Linked DNA regions of Mus musculus: regions 1 and 3 are each linked to region 2. Evidence: chromatin contacts called from public HiChIP or PLAC-seq and promoter capture Hi-C data. All regions are on one chromosome and are shown on one strand. The core of a region is the stretch at or near the end of the contact, and the rest is flanking DNA. Distances in the headings are between cores, read along the strand shown. Region 1 overlaps Tor1a (torsin family 1, member A (torsin A)). Region 2 holds the start of Cstad (CSA-conditional, T cell activation-dependent protein). Region 3 has its middle 25 kb from the start of Tor1b.

Evidence for each region. Promoter capture Hi-C pulls out the DNA fragments that hold promoters and counts their contacts. HiChIP or PLAC-seq counts read pairs in DNA pulled down with a chosen protein or histone mark.
Region 1: a contact with region 2 is called in a promoter capture Hi-C map of hippocampal neurons, with 4 times the contacts expected there. The contact joins the enhancer-like site here to the promoter of Cstad in region 2. A contact is called at or near these places in 2 of 39 promoter capture datasets (the SN4741 cell line and hippocampal neurons), 5 of 115 datasets of contacts at active chromatin or transcription factors (bone marrow-derived macrophages, embryonic midbrain, large pre-B cells and 2 more) and 2 of 9 other capture datasets (adipose tissue and pancreatic islet).
Region 3: an H3K27ac HiChIP or PLAC-seq map of VIP interneurons shows a contact between it and region 2, with 4 times the contacts expected there. The contact joins the enhancer-like site here to the promoter of Cstad in region 2. A contact is called at or near these places in 2 of 39 promoter capture datasets (the SN4741 cell line and neural stem cells), 12 of 484 Hi-C or Micro-C datasets (the Ba/F3 cell line, the N1E-115 cell line, cardiomyocytes and 8 more), 8 of 115 datasets of contacts at active chromatin or transcription factors (VIP interneurons, bone marrow-derived dendritic cells, craniofacial prominence and 5 more) and 1 of 9 other capture datasets (adipose tissue).

Annotation. Positions count from the first base shown.
Region 1 is chr2:30,961,327-30,965,163 of GRCm38.p6, forward strand. Tor1a (torsin family 1, member A (torsin A)) reads right to left here. Exons shown (of 5, transcript NM_144884.2): 3 at 2,368-2,543; 4 at 2,149-2,276. It also overlaps a transcript of Tor1b not described here. Among named protein-coding and RNA genes, the nearest start is that of Tor1a, 4.7 kb to the right of the region's middle. Within about 2 kb of position 1,410, at least 12 of the 459 cell types and tissues checked have an H3K27ac peak or open chromatin away from gene starts, as enhancers often do. A contact at or near this core is called in hippocampal neurons, where this site is marked.
Region 2 is chr2:30,593,091-30,596,943 of GRCm38.p6, forward strand. Cstad (CSA-conditional, T cell activation-dependent protein) reads left to right here and starts at 1,954. Exons shown (of 2, transcript NM_030137.2): 1 at 1,954-1,984. The coding sequence starts at 1,980.
Region 3 is chr2:30,926,338-30,930,222 of GRCm38.p6, forward strand. It overlaps a transcript of Ptges not described here. Among named protein-coding and RNA genes, the nearest start is that of Tor1b, 25 kb to the right of the region's middle. Within about 2 kb of position 1,259, at least 92 of the 459 cell types and tissues checked have an H3K27ac peak or open chromatin away from gene starts, as enhancers often do. A contact at or near this core is called in VIP interneurons, adipose tissue, bone marrow-derived dendritic cells and 1 more, where this site is marked.

The sequences.
Region 1 (3,837 bases), core at 160-2,659, 370 kb after region 2:
AGTACTGCCTTGGGATGCAGCAGGGACAGCAAGGGCAGGGTGACATAAGGGGACACCTTTGGGGCTCATTAGTTAAGAATGCCTTTAACAGTGCACACCTCTAATGCCAGCACTCCTGAGGCAGAGGCAGGTGGATCTGAGTTCAAGGCCAGCCTGGTCTACAGAGTGAGTTCCAGGACAGCCAGGGCTAAACAGAGAAACCATGTTACACGAAAACAAACCAACATGAACACTTGTTGCTCACTGCAGAGGACCTGAGTTGGGTCCCAGTACGCCTCAGGCTGCTCACAACCACGTGCAACTCTGGGTCCAGGGATGCAAAACCTTCTCTGGATACTGACATACACATACATAGGCATACAAAAATGAGAAACACACAAAAAAGCTTTAAAACAGACACTTTAGAGCTCTGGGCTTGGAAAGGCCTCTCCTGTGTGCCTTTGAGATGGGAGGCAGACTAGATGGCCACTTGCACCACACTGTGCTGGGCCCCAGGCAGTGGTGAGAAGCTGGTGGACAGATTGGAAGAAGTTCGAAAAAAAGAGGTAAGGGAGAGCCAGCCACAGACTCCACCAGCCAATCTCCAACTAGAGCTTCCATAGCTGGACCTGCAATTAAGGAATCCACAGCTGCTGCCTGCCAGTTCCTAAACCCTGCAGAGCATTCCGGAAGCAACACCTAGACTTCCCTGAGTAATAAGGCGTGCCAGCAAGGCTGTGCACCTCAAGGGTCGGGATTCTGACAACATTTTCCCTACAAAAGTCTAGTTCTGCATAGCTCAGCCGTCCAGTCCTGGAAACACTTGATTCAGTACCTGCAGGATGCCCTAAAGAGCCCGTGACATGTCTTGGTGTCCTGCCTAGCCTATTAGTCTTTGTGCTCTGGCTCCCAATGCAAGCTGTGCAGAGAGCCCAGGGTCTGTTTTCTCAGAACGGTGCTCTGCACTGATGTACTTGGGGGAGGACCTGTGGCCACAGCAAAGAGCAAACCGACTGTGGAGCAGTCACCAGTGCCTCTGCGCCAGAACCCTAAGGGTGTAGCTGGGGGCATCTGCCTGGCTGGGGAGGTGACCCCGAGCACAAGCGCTCAGCAGAACCAGTGACTTCAAATGGTCACACGGCTTAAAAATACCAGCTGGGCTGGTGGTAGGGCAATTAGCTGGCGTGTGCACGGCCCTGGGTTTGAGTGTGAACCACATAAAAGCAAAAGTGTGAACCACATAAAAGCAAAACCACCCATATACCGCCAACTGAGATATGTGTCCTCAGCAAATGTCTCCCTTCAAGGTGGCCCAATGTGTCCTCCTCCCAAGACTGCTCTCATTGTCCACCCCAGCACTACTGTCTACCAGCCATGACAGAGTTCTCAATTATCCCTTATCCCTGCTACAGCCCCGCAGGAGCTCCTCCTGCCTTCACCACACAAGCACACCACGCACGCCCACACACACACAGTGCTGCCCATCAATCTGTTCTTCCTGTTGTGTGCAGCCATCCTTTATAGCATCAAGAGAGAGCAAAAAGGTTTGTCTTTTCTCAATATTCCATCTGCACAGAGTAACAGAACGCACTGTGCTAGCTAGTCACCTAACTTCAATGCGGATTTCTTGGTGAGCATGTTTCCAGTGGGGCCTGTAGCCTTTTGTCACCTCAACGACCTGGTGAGATAACCAGTGAGTAACCTTCGACCTGGTGAGATAACCAGTGAGTAACCTTCGTGGCTGTCTGCCTTGTAGGGTTCAAGGTCAAAGGTCTGCATGACAGTAGCCAGAGAAGCAGTTGAGCTGAGAGTCAAAAGCTCTGAGTACTGGCTGCCTGGTGCTGTACAAGATCCTCCTGCCGCCTGTGTCCTCGGTAAGAAGCAGCCAGCCAGCATCTACCTACCCCACAAGGTAGGGCAAGTGTCTGTGACAGAGGGAAGACACTGCAAAGGGAGAGGCCTTCCCTGTTACTGCCTCCTGCAGCCATCTGCAGTGGCCTTCTGCTTCAATTGCCTGCTCTTCCTCCACAAGGAATGTAGCGCAAACCCTGTCTTAACCAACTCATCTATAAAGCCTCCTGCAGCTCATTAACAGTGGTCACTCGAGGATTCCGTCGGGTCCGGGGAGCAGTAGGGGTGCACGGTTAGGGGGTGGACTGCCATACTTACTGTTCTTGTTATTGAAGACCGACACGGCCAGGGCGGGCTCCATGTCTCTGAGCTTGATTTCTTCCCTCTGCTTCCCACTTTTCCAGAAATCCAGAGCCACGTCTGTGATCCTCTCTGCCCCTGCATTGCTGCCGAAACAATTGCAGTGAGGAGGGACTGCACCTCTTCCCAAAGCCCCCAGCTCGAGGGTGTCCCACCATGTCCCAGCCACAGCCTCACCTGAGGAAGATGAAGATGGCTTTCTGATAGGAGACCTCATCTACCACATCGTAATAGTCTAGGAAAGGCTTGATGGCGTCGATGAGGCCGGCATGCATCTTGTCCATCTCATCAAAGATGAAGATGGAGCGAGCACAGGCGCTCACGTTGCCTCTGATCCACATCTGTAACTGGTCCTGAAGGACAAGGGGGCCCTTCAGTGTAACTGCGGGCTTCGACACCCACACCCAAGTTCTCCGAAATAATGACTCTGAGACTCAAGTATAAATGAAGAAATACTGGAGCCCAGAGTGTTGGCTCTGTTCCCCAACTAGCTCTTATCTCAATAATCCTGATTATTCTATTCTGTGAGTGTCACCCGGCAAGTTCTCTTTCCTTCAGTTTCATGTGTCTCTCCATCTGCAGTCTGGGGCCAATTTCCCATGCTTCCAACTCTATATCTCTGCCGATGTCCTACCTTCTAGTTCTGCCTCAGCTCATTGGCTAGTCAGCGTTTTTATTGACAGGTGAATGCTTCCACGCATTGCACAAATGATTCCTTCTACAATTAAGAGCTCAGGGGGGTAGGGAGGGGAGGCAGGGAAGTCGTCGACACAATGCTATCAGCTTTGGGTTTCTTTGTTTTTTGTGTGCATTTACCCAGAGCCTCACTAGTGCTAAACAAGCCCAGGCCCTCAGGACAATGGCTGTGTTTCTGGAGCACTGTGCTATGAGCATCACACCCATACACCTTTGGCCTCACAAGCACTTCCTGTGTGGATAGCATCATACCCATGCCACAGACGAGGACCCTGAGCTACAGAGCGCTTGCCTAAGAAAACGTAGTTAGGCTGAGGCAGGCTGGGATCTCAGCCCAACCCTGTCCTATGCCAACGCTCCAGGTTTGTGACCTTGTGTCAGCCAGGCACCAGCTCTGTCCTCACAATGTCACATCTATCCTGTGATGACAGCCTCTGGATGAGAGGCAGGAACCCACCATCACCTCAGCCCTTCCTCTGCAGTCCAGCCTGCAAAGCACTGACTCAATCAGAGGCTCCCTTAGGGAGTCTGAACTTGCTCGCTCGGCATCCTGGGAGGGGGTGACGAGGCTCTCCCGACCAGCAACACACTCTACGAATGCATTTGGAGATGGACACGGTGACATTCATTTGTGATCCTGCTGAGACAGAGCAAGAGCTCCAGGCCAGGGCTGGGAAGAAAGCTTAGTGGGGTAAAGTGCCTGTCTTACAAGCGCCCCTGAGAGGAAGCCAGGGAGAGCCCTAAGAGTACTGAGGAAGCAAAGACAGAAGCCATGGGACTTGCCTGGTAGGCAGGCCCAGGTCTCAATGACAGACCCTGTCTCAAAAAAATGTAGACAGATCCTGAGGCACATCACTAGAGACAGACATGTGTACACACATGATGACAAGCACACACAAACACAAAATTAAAAACAAACCAAACTAAAATGATGATGATGATAATAAACAC
Region 2 (3,853 bases), core at 704-3,203:
AGGCTGGCTTTGAATTTTCTGAGTTGTCAGGGGGGGACCCCCGATCCTCTTGTCTCCTCCCTCCCAGGTGTTTGACTTATAGGTGTGCACCACCATGCCTGGTCTGTTTGGTGCTGTGGATCGACCCCAGGACAAGCACTCTATCCACCAAGCTGCACCCCAGCCCCTCCCCACTTTCAATAGCTAAGTGCACTTCCATCTGCCTGAAACCAGCCCCCCAACCCAGCCCATGGTTATCTTCCTAGTAGCAACCATAACGGCAGCAAGTCTATTTGCTGTGTGTGCAGGCCCCCCCGCAAAGCCACCCACACCTTACACTTCACTGACCCCTCCCACTGGCCCCAGGAAGAGATGCCCTCATGACCCCATTTTATGGATGGGCATGTTGAGACTCTCTTCTGAACCAAGTCCAGGGCCAGGAGTAAAGGGCAGGCTTCCCACCCAGCAGCATAGAGAAGAGAGCCGCTAGGGACGGCAGAAAGGCTGACTCTCCCAAGAGCTCAACTGCATTCTCTCCTCAGCTCCCCACTTGTGGGCCCTTGACCTCTGCAGCACCCCAGCCTGCAGCTCATCCTTTTCATCGGCAGCTGGGGTGCTGCATGCTCGGCTCAATCCAGGTCCTATCGGGATCCCTGCTTCTCTGGTTGTGTGCTCACTTTGCAAAACAGCAGAATTTATAGCGCAAGTAATTGATCCGGGTGTTCCTGCCTCCCGCCATCTCGCTGGGTCTCCTAATTCCCTTCTCCTCGCTTTTCCTCAGCCTTCTCAGCACACCATCTGTGGTGTCAGAGAATAGGAAGCCAAAAAGGGAGGGGAGGGTTCTAGTCCCAGATCTGCCAAATAAGAGTCAGATGAACCTCAGTTTCCCCATCTACCAAACAGAGGACCTGGTGATACTCTTAGGGCGCTAGGCCCGGGGTGCTGGAGCCAGGAGTGACCATTTACTACCCTCAAGTCACTCCCAGAGGTGCAGGCATGCCTGAGACCCACTTCATGGATGGGAACATTGTGGCTTTGAGAGCTTGTGGTTGTTTAGGGACCCAGAGCTGAGAAACATGACCTGGGCTTAAATCCAGGCCTCTGTGGCCAGTGTCCTAAACTGGATTCTACCTCCAGAGAGAAGTCATGATGGGATCCTGGCCCTGTCCTGGCTGGCCGGCTTCTCTTTATCTACGGCCAAGCATGAGTTCGGGGCAGAGTGTTGAGGCACAAGGGGAAATTCTATAAACCGTAGAGTCTATCAGACCTCTCCAAAATCTACTGTATGACCAGGGGCCTCCTGGAAGACCCATACAGCCTTTTAGAACGATCCATAAAAGGACTCCAGGGGTGCATATCGCTGGCCTTTCCCATGGCAGGTGACTTAGAAGGGTCCAGTGTGCCTAGCATGGCCTACCCATGCAAAACTGAGCTGGGGCAGCTTCTAGGCCCCTTTCTGTTCATTTTGTGAGGTGATTGCTTTTCTGGGGTCACTGGCTTGTGTAAGCCCCTCCACTCTCAGTGAAGCTCTGCCCCGCTATTTGTTTGTCTTTGCCCCTCTCCTGGCCTCCGGGCGCCACCGACAGGATTTGTCTCCATTCCATGCCGCAACCTCTCCAGGCCAAAGCCATCTTCTCTCCCGTGGCTGTGCATCCGAGGACGCCTCGGCCCTGTGCAGCAGCGGGGCTTCGTCCTGGCCGGCCCTTAGCTGGGGACAGAGGCCGTTTTGTCCTTGCTTTGGAGAAGGGATGGAGGCTTCATCCTCAGTGGCTGCCTGCTCGCGCCTGGCTGGAGGAGAGATGAGAGCAGGCTGCAGGGCTGCAGGCAGCGGCTTTCAGAACAAACAGAATTTTTTTTTGCAACTAGAGGGGGAAGCACAGAGCTAAAAATAAAACGAAAAGATCAGTATCTGTCAGTCTGACAGCTGATTGGCTGCTCGGAGATGCATATAATTACCAGCAACTGGCGCTGGGTAGGCAAAGCCCGGAGAAACTGCTGAGATGAGGTTAGGATTTAACCTTTAAATTCTGGAGCCACCGGAAAGCTAGGGGAGACAACCGGCGTCGGTGCTAATGAGGCTGGGGGCGGGGGCCGGGGGCACCGAGTCGGGGTCAGGTCCCCGGGCTCCCCCGAAGGCCCGGGGAACCCTCAGCCCGCGCCTCCGCCATCAGACTGGGAGTGCCTCTGATTGGGCGGCTCGGGGGCGGTGGGCCTTCTCTCCGCCCAGCTGGGGGTGGTGTCTTCCGGGAAGTTGAGGGGTCGCACCTGGGAGGGAGGGGGAACTATCCGGTGCTCTAGGGGTTCCAGGCCTCTCCTCGACTGACCCTGTCCTCACCCACATTCCTCCATCTCTCTGCCTAGTACTAATAGGATTTGGCTTTGGTTTTGCTGCCCACCCCTTCAGCTCCTCCATCCCAACTCCTACCCCTGGTCCCTAGTCCCTTCCTTCCAGATCTGGACAGGCCTCACGCAGGCTGGTCCTAGGTTTCTCTAGAGATAGACCAAAGCTGCAGGACTAGAGGGGTGCTGCTGTCCTCCCTGAACCTCAGTTTCTTCATATGTAAAATGGGGGTGGTGATGGTAGAACCTGTTCTATGTCTTCACAGGTGACAGGGATTTTGCAAGCAGTGGTTCCCCTTGATTATCCAACCCAAGGTCTCCCCATGAGTGAGCTCATGTAAGGGTCTGCCCTGACCCACAGTGAGCTCCTGGGTGCCTCCAGCAGTTTCTGCTACCCTCTGTCTCCCCTGCCCCTCCTCTGAGCATCTTCTCTGGAAAGTATCTCCTGCCCCAGCCCTCCTGCTGCAGCCTCTGGGTTCCTGACTCACAATCAGACTGTATGCCCAAGGAGGACAGGAACCACAAAAGCCCATAGCCCTTACAAGGAAATATCAAATTCCTTGCTCTGTGGTTTAAGAAGCCAGACAGAGGCAGGGATCTCGGGCAGCTATAGGCCTGAAACACGCAGATGTCTCATCTGATAGGCAGCCAGCCATCCTCAGCCCTGTGGGGCTGGGGCTTCTTATACAACACCCAGGAGATGCCACCCTTGGGCTGGGAAGATGCAAAGTGCCTGGGGGGCGGGGCGGGGGGAGGAAGGAGTAGCTCACACTGGAACTGGCTCCTGACTGTGATCACCCCACAAAGATCTCTGCAGTCCCTACAACACCCCTAGCAAGTGTTGTTGTTATTGGCAATCTATGATGGGGAAACTGAGGCAAGGAACTGAGCAAGGCTTGAGAGTGCTCAGACCGGAGCCACCCAGGCCTCCTCTCCCAGGCCGTGGGATGAAGATGGAAGGGAGTCTGAGAGATAGAGAAGGTGCTGGAATAGCTAACCTGAGACCTTCCAAGCCCAGTGAGCCAGGGGGGTCTTGGTTGAACAGCTTCTCCGTGACTTCCAGTGTCATAAGCTCTGACAGTCCTGTAACTACCTCCCACCCCACAGTTCTGTTTCTTTCTTATCCTAATGAAGACCCCAACAGGGTGACAGGTGGCAGCTTCCTGTGGGGCATCTGTGGCACCCAGTGCCAGCCTCTGCTTTGGCTTGGAAGGTCATCCTGAGCCGATGTCACCAGCCCCAGAGCCCATTCTCACCCCTGGGTTATTGACCACCACTTCTTGTCAGTCCTCTGCCCCAGCCCCAGCCCTGCTGGCCAACAAAGAGTCAAGAAGGGTAGCTCACTTTCCAGGAGGCAGCCATAGACTTGTCCGTCTGAAGAACCCAGCTTCGGAGAGCTGTGTGACATAGCTGCTTGAGACCACCCTTCCCTTGTCCATTTGACTGGTTTCTTCCCCACTCCCCTTCCGGAGCCTTCTCACCCCAACTATTTCCTTGCTTACCTGGAAATTGGGTGGAAGCTGACCTTTGCATG
Region 3 (3,885 bases), core at 9-2,508, 330 kb after region 2:
CAGAGCAGGGCTCTGTAATGACAAACTGAGGCTCCTCAAATGCCCATCAGCAATAACTGTGCCAGCTGGAAGGTGTTTCCGTGTGAAACATTATTTTCCTCTGACTATACTATACATTAAATCGATATTTTTATTTACTTTATGGGGGAGGGGTGAGTGCCACAGCTGGAGTATGGAAGGCAGAGGACAGCTTGCAGGAATCAGTTCTCTCCTTCCAGCATGTGGGTCCCAGGGTCAAACTCAAGCTGTTGGGTTTGAGTTGGCTGAGAAGCAAGAAGGAGCCCATGTCGGATCCAACATCTAGTTCCTATATAGTGTGCCTCTCTGAGCCTCAGCTTCTGTCTATAAAACATGCATGAAAGTAGCTGGCCTCTCACTCTCGTGGGATGTTCCAGGCTCTGCAGGAGTTGTGAGTGTCCTAAGGGTTAGTTATTGTTGCTGTTGCTGTTGGTGTGTGTGTGTGTGTGTGTGTGTACATGTCTGTGCACATGCCTGGTGTGTACATGCACGCAGAGGCCAGGGGCTGAAGTTGAATTTTCCGTGCCTATATCTAGCTGAGTGTGTGCCACATGTGTGGGTGCTTGCTGGGGGTATACAGTCCACTGGAGCTGGAGGTACAGGCGGTCGTGACCCTCCGGCCAAACCCAGGGCCTGTGTAACAGCGGTAAAAGTGCTCTCGCCCATCAGCCACCACTCCAGCTCTTCCACGTTATTGTTTGAGACAAGGACTCTCACTGAGCCTGGAGCTCTCTGATTTGAGGCTGGCTGGCTGGAGCTCCGGGGATCCCCAGGCATCTGTCTGTCTTCCCCTTCTTAGTGCTGGGGTTCCAGCCACGCACCATCACACTGGTTTTACACACGGCCCCTGGGGATCTAATTCGGATCCTCAGGCCTGTGTGGCAAGCCCTTTACTCCACACTCTGCTGTTGCTATTTTAAGAACTGAGATTCAACTAGGCCATGTTCCTTCCTGAGGCTAAGCTCTTACACAGAGGATGAGCTTGTATCCAATCTAGCCAGCCACAGGGGGCCGGAAATGAGTCCCCCAACACTTACCTAGCATCAACAAACACTCAGCAGCCGCTGAGACACTCAGGAAGTTGGCTCATTTGCAAATGTCCCTACATTTCAAATCTTTAGCAGCAAGCCAGAGGAGGGAAATTTGGTGGTGGTGGTGGGGGGAGTTACACAACGCCTCACTCCCCAAGCTGGGTGAGGCTGGTGCCCTTCCCACAGGGTCATCCGGGGAACACACACAGTCAGAACTGATAGAGGCCAAAGGGCTGGGAACACATGTGTGATGCGCGTGATCACCCACAACAGTGCAGTAGTAGGGAAGAAGACAGAGAAGGCTTCAGAGCTCTCCCAAAACCTGGCTAACAGGCAGGCAGCCAAACCATATACTGGACAAGGCCCAGAACTCAGGCCTCTGCCATGTCCCTATGACACATCATTTCTTTTATATACCCAGATGGACATATGTTTCCCCAGACCAGCAGCCATGAGGAATTGTCCCTGTAAGGACTCATGCTCCTGTCACCGTGGTGCAGCTGATTGGACAGCAGAGAGCACCTGGTCACAGGTAGCAGTGGGTACCTATGGCAGCACCCAGTGCTCCTCTGAAGCCCTGATGGGAAGGTAGGCGGGATGGGCCCAAATAGACCACGAGGAACTAGAGCTGTGAGCAGCTGGTACAGAGACACGGCTCAGCGGGAAAGAGCACTGCCTTGCTTGCAGAGGACCTAAGTTCAGTTCCCTGAGCCCACATGATGACTCAAACATCCCCTAACTCCAGTCCCAGGGAAATCTGACACCCTCTTCTGGTCTCTGTGGGCACTTTATACATGATGTGCACGTTCAGACAAGTACGCACACACACACACACACACACACACACACACACACACACACACACACACACACAAATAAAAATAAATTTTAAATGGAAAGACATGAACTCACAAACGACTCTGGAAAACTGCTTTTAACGCTGACTGGCTCACCTGCCTGCAATACCGTGAATGCCCACTAGAGGTCTGCTTATCCTGGCGGTCTCATGGACTCTCTGCCCCAGCCATAGCAGAGCAGCTGTCAGCCTTCACAAACCAGAGAGGCTCAGACTCTTCCACCCCCGGGCTTGGAGACCATACTTTCTCTGGGTACCTTAGGGTTTTAAGACATTCTGTGTGTGTGGCTCCCCATCGCCTAACTCCACTCCACGGTGTCTCAAGACCCCACCCCTTCCCAGCCCAGTGTCTCAGTGACAACCAGATGAGCCCCTGGCTGCCAGCAGGCCTCTCATTGCACTTGGGACCAGGCTCTTCCTCAGATATGGTTCTGGCCACAGAAGCCACCACGGGCGATGTATGAACCATTGTAAGCCTGTTGGTAGCAGCAGAGAAAAGAGCCACTTTCTACACCAGAGAAGGGACCAACCAGACAGAGAGACTTGGATTAAAGGTGCGTACCACCAGGCTGGTTTCACTTTAAGGTTTTATTAGTTTGTTTTGTTTTTCAGGTAGAACTCCCCAGCTAGCCCTTGAACTTGCATTGTGGTCAAGGATGACCTTGAACCTCTGTCTCTCCCTCCCAAGTACTAGGGTTACAAGCATGCGACACTTTATGAGGTGCTGGGGTGAAACTCAGGGCTACAGATATGCTAGGCCAGCGCTCTATCCACTGAGCCACGCCCTAGCCCTACCCACACTCCGGAGATGAGGAAGCTGGAGTTTGGAGGAGGGGCATGACTCAGCCAATGACTGTGCTCCACACCAGCAAGACATGCTCTGGATAACATATGACTATGAAATCCCCCACAGAGCCAGGAAGATGGAGCTGTTGGTCAGCAAGGTATGTGTGCGACTCACCTGGTTTGCCTCCTTCCAGGGCCAGCTGGGAGCTCCCATTCACCCACCCAGAATGTCTGGCTCCCAATCTGGGCTCTCAAAACTACCTTAAAGGAGCAGGCACCCAAAAACATCCTTTGTCATCCACACTACCACCCCAAAGTACAACGGACAGCCAGGGACCCAGACACGAATGCTGGACAGCGCCAAGGCTTGCCTCAACGCCATCCTCAGGGACTTGGGGAATTGGGGAGCTCTGGGAACTAACTGCTTGGCCTTGCGTTTCCGAACTTCGTTTTATCCCAGAAGACAACTCTCTTCCTCCTGGCTGGAGGCGGTAGTTGAAGCGGGCCATTAACACTCCCCAGTTCCACCCGCAATGAGCATGCGTGTTTGAGAAGTAAAGCTAGCAGGCACCAACTGGAAAGCCGGGCAAGTCCTTGAGGGAACCAAAGAAATGAGAATCCCAGAGGAGCAGTCGCGGAAAGGCTGAGCTTCCAGCAGGGGGAGCACGGGGGCCTTTCCAAGATCGAGCTCACACACTCCCCACCCCACCTCCAGCCCTTGCTGGCCGCTTACCTTGTCCTCAGGTGTCTCTGCTGAGCTCATCCGTGATGACGTCACCACGTCACACTGGAGGCCTTGGCGGCGTGATATCCAAGGGGGCTTCGGGCTTTTCGCTGTCTCCTTCCTTTCTCTATGACTCAGGCCGGGAGACACAGGCTGGGGCAAGGCTGTCCATTCTTGCACAATCGCTGTCCTCATCCGAACCGCAGCCCTGTCGGGGGCCTCCCTAGGCTCTCAGCCACCTGAGGGTAGGATTTCAGACCTGGGCCCAGAGACAGACGTACTCCACTGTCTGGCTGAGGAGAGTGCGCTCCTCAGTTGCTCTGTCTGTGGCTTGCACACCTATGCTCCCTTGGGAGTCCTCTGTCCAGGTGTCCTGCTCCCCTGTCTCTCTGCCCCTCCCCGCCCCTCCCCTGTCTCCTCCTCCTAGTTTCTCTTTTCTAAACATAAAACTCATCTTCTAACCAAATTCG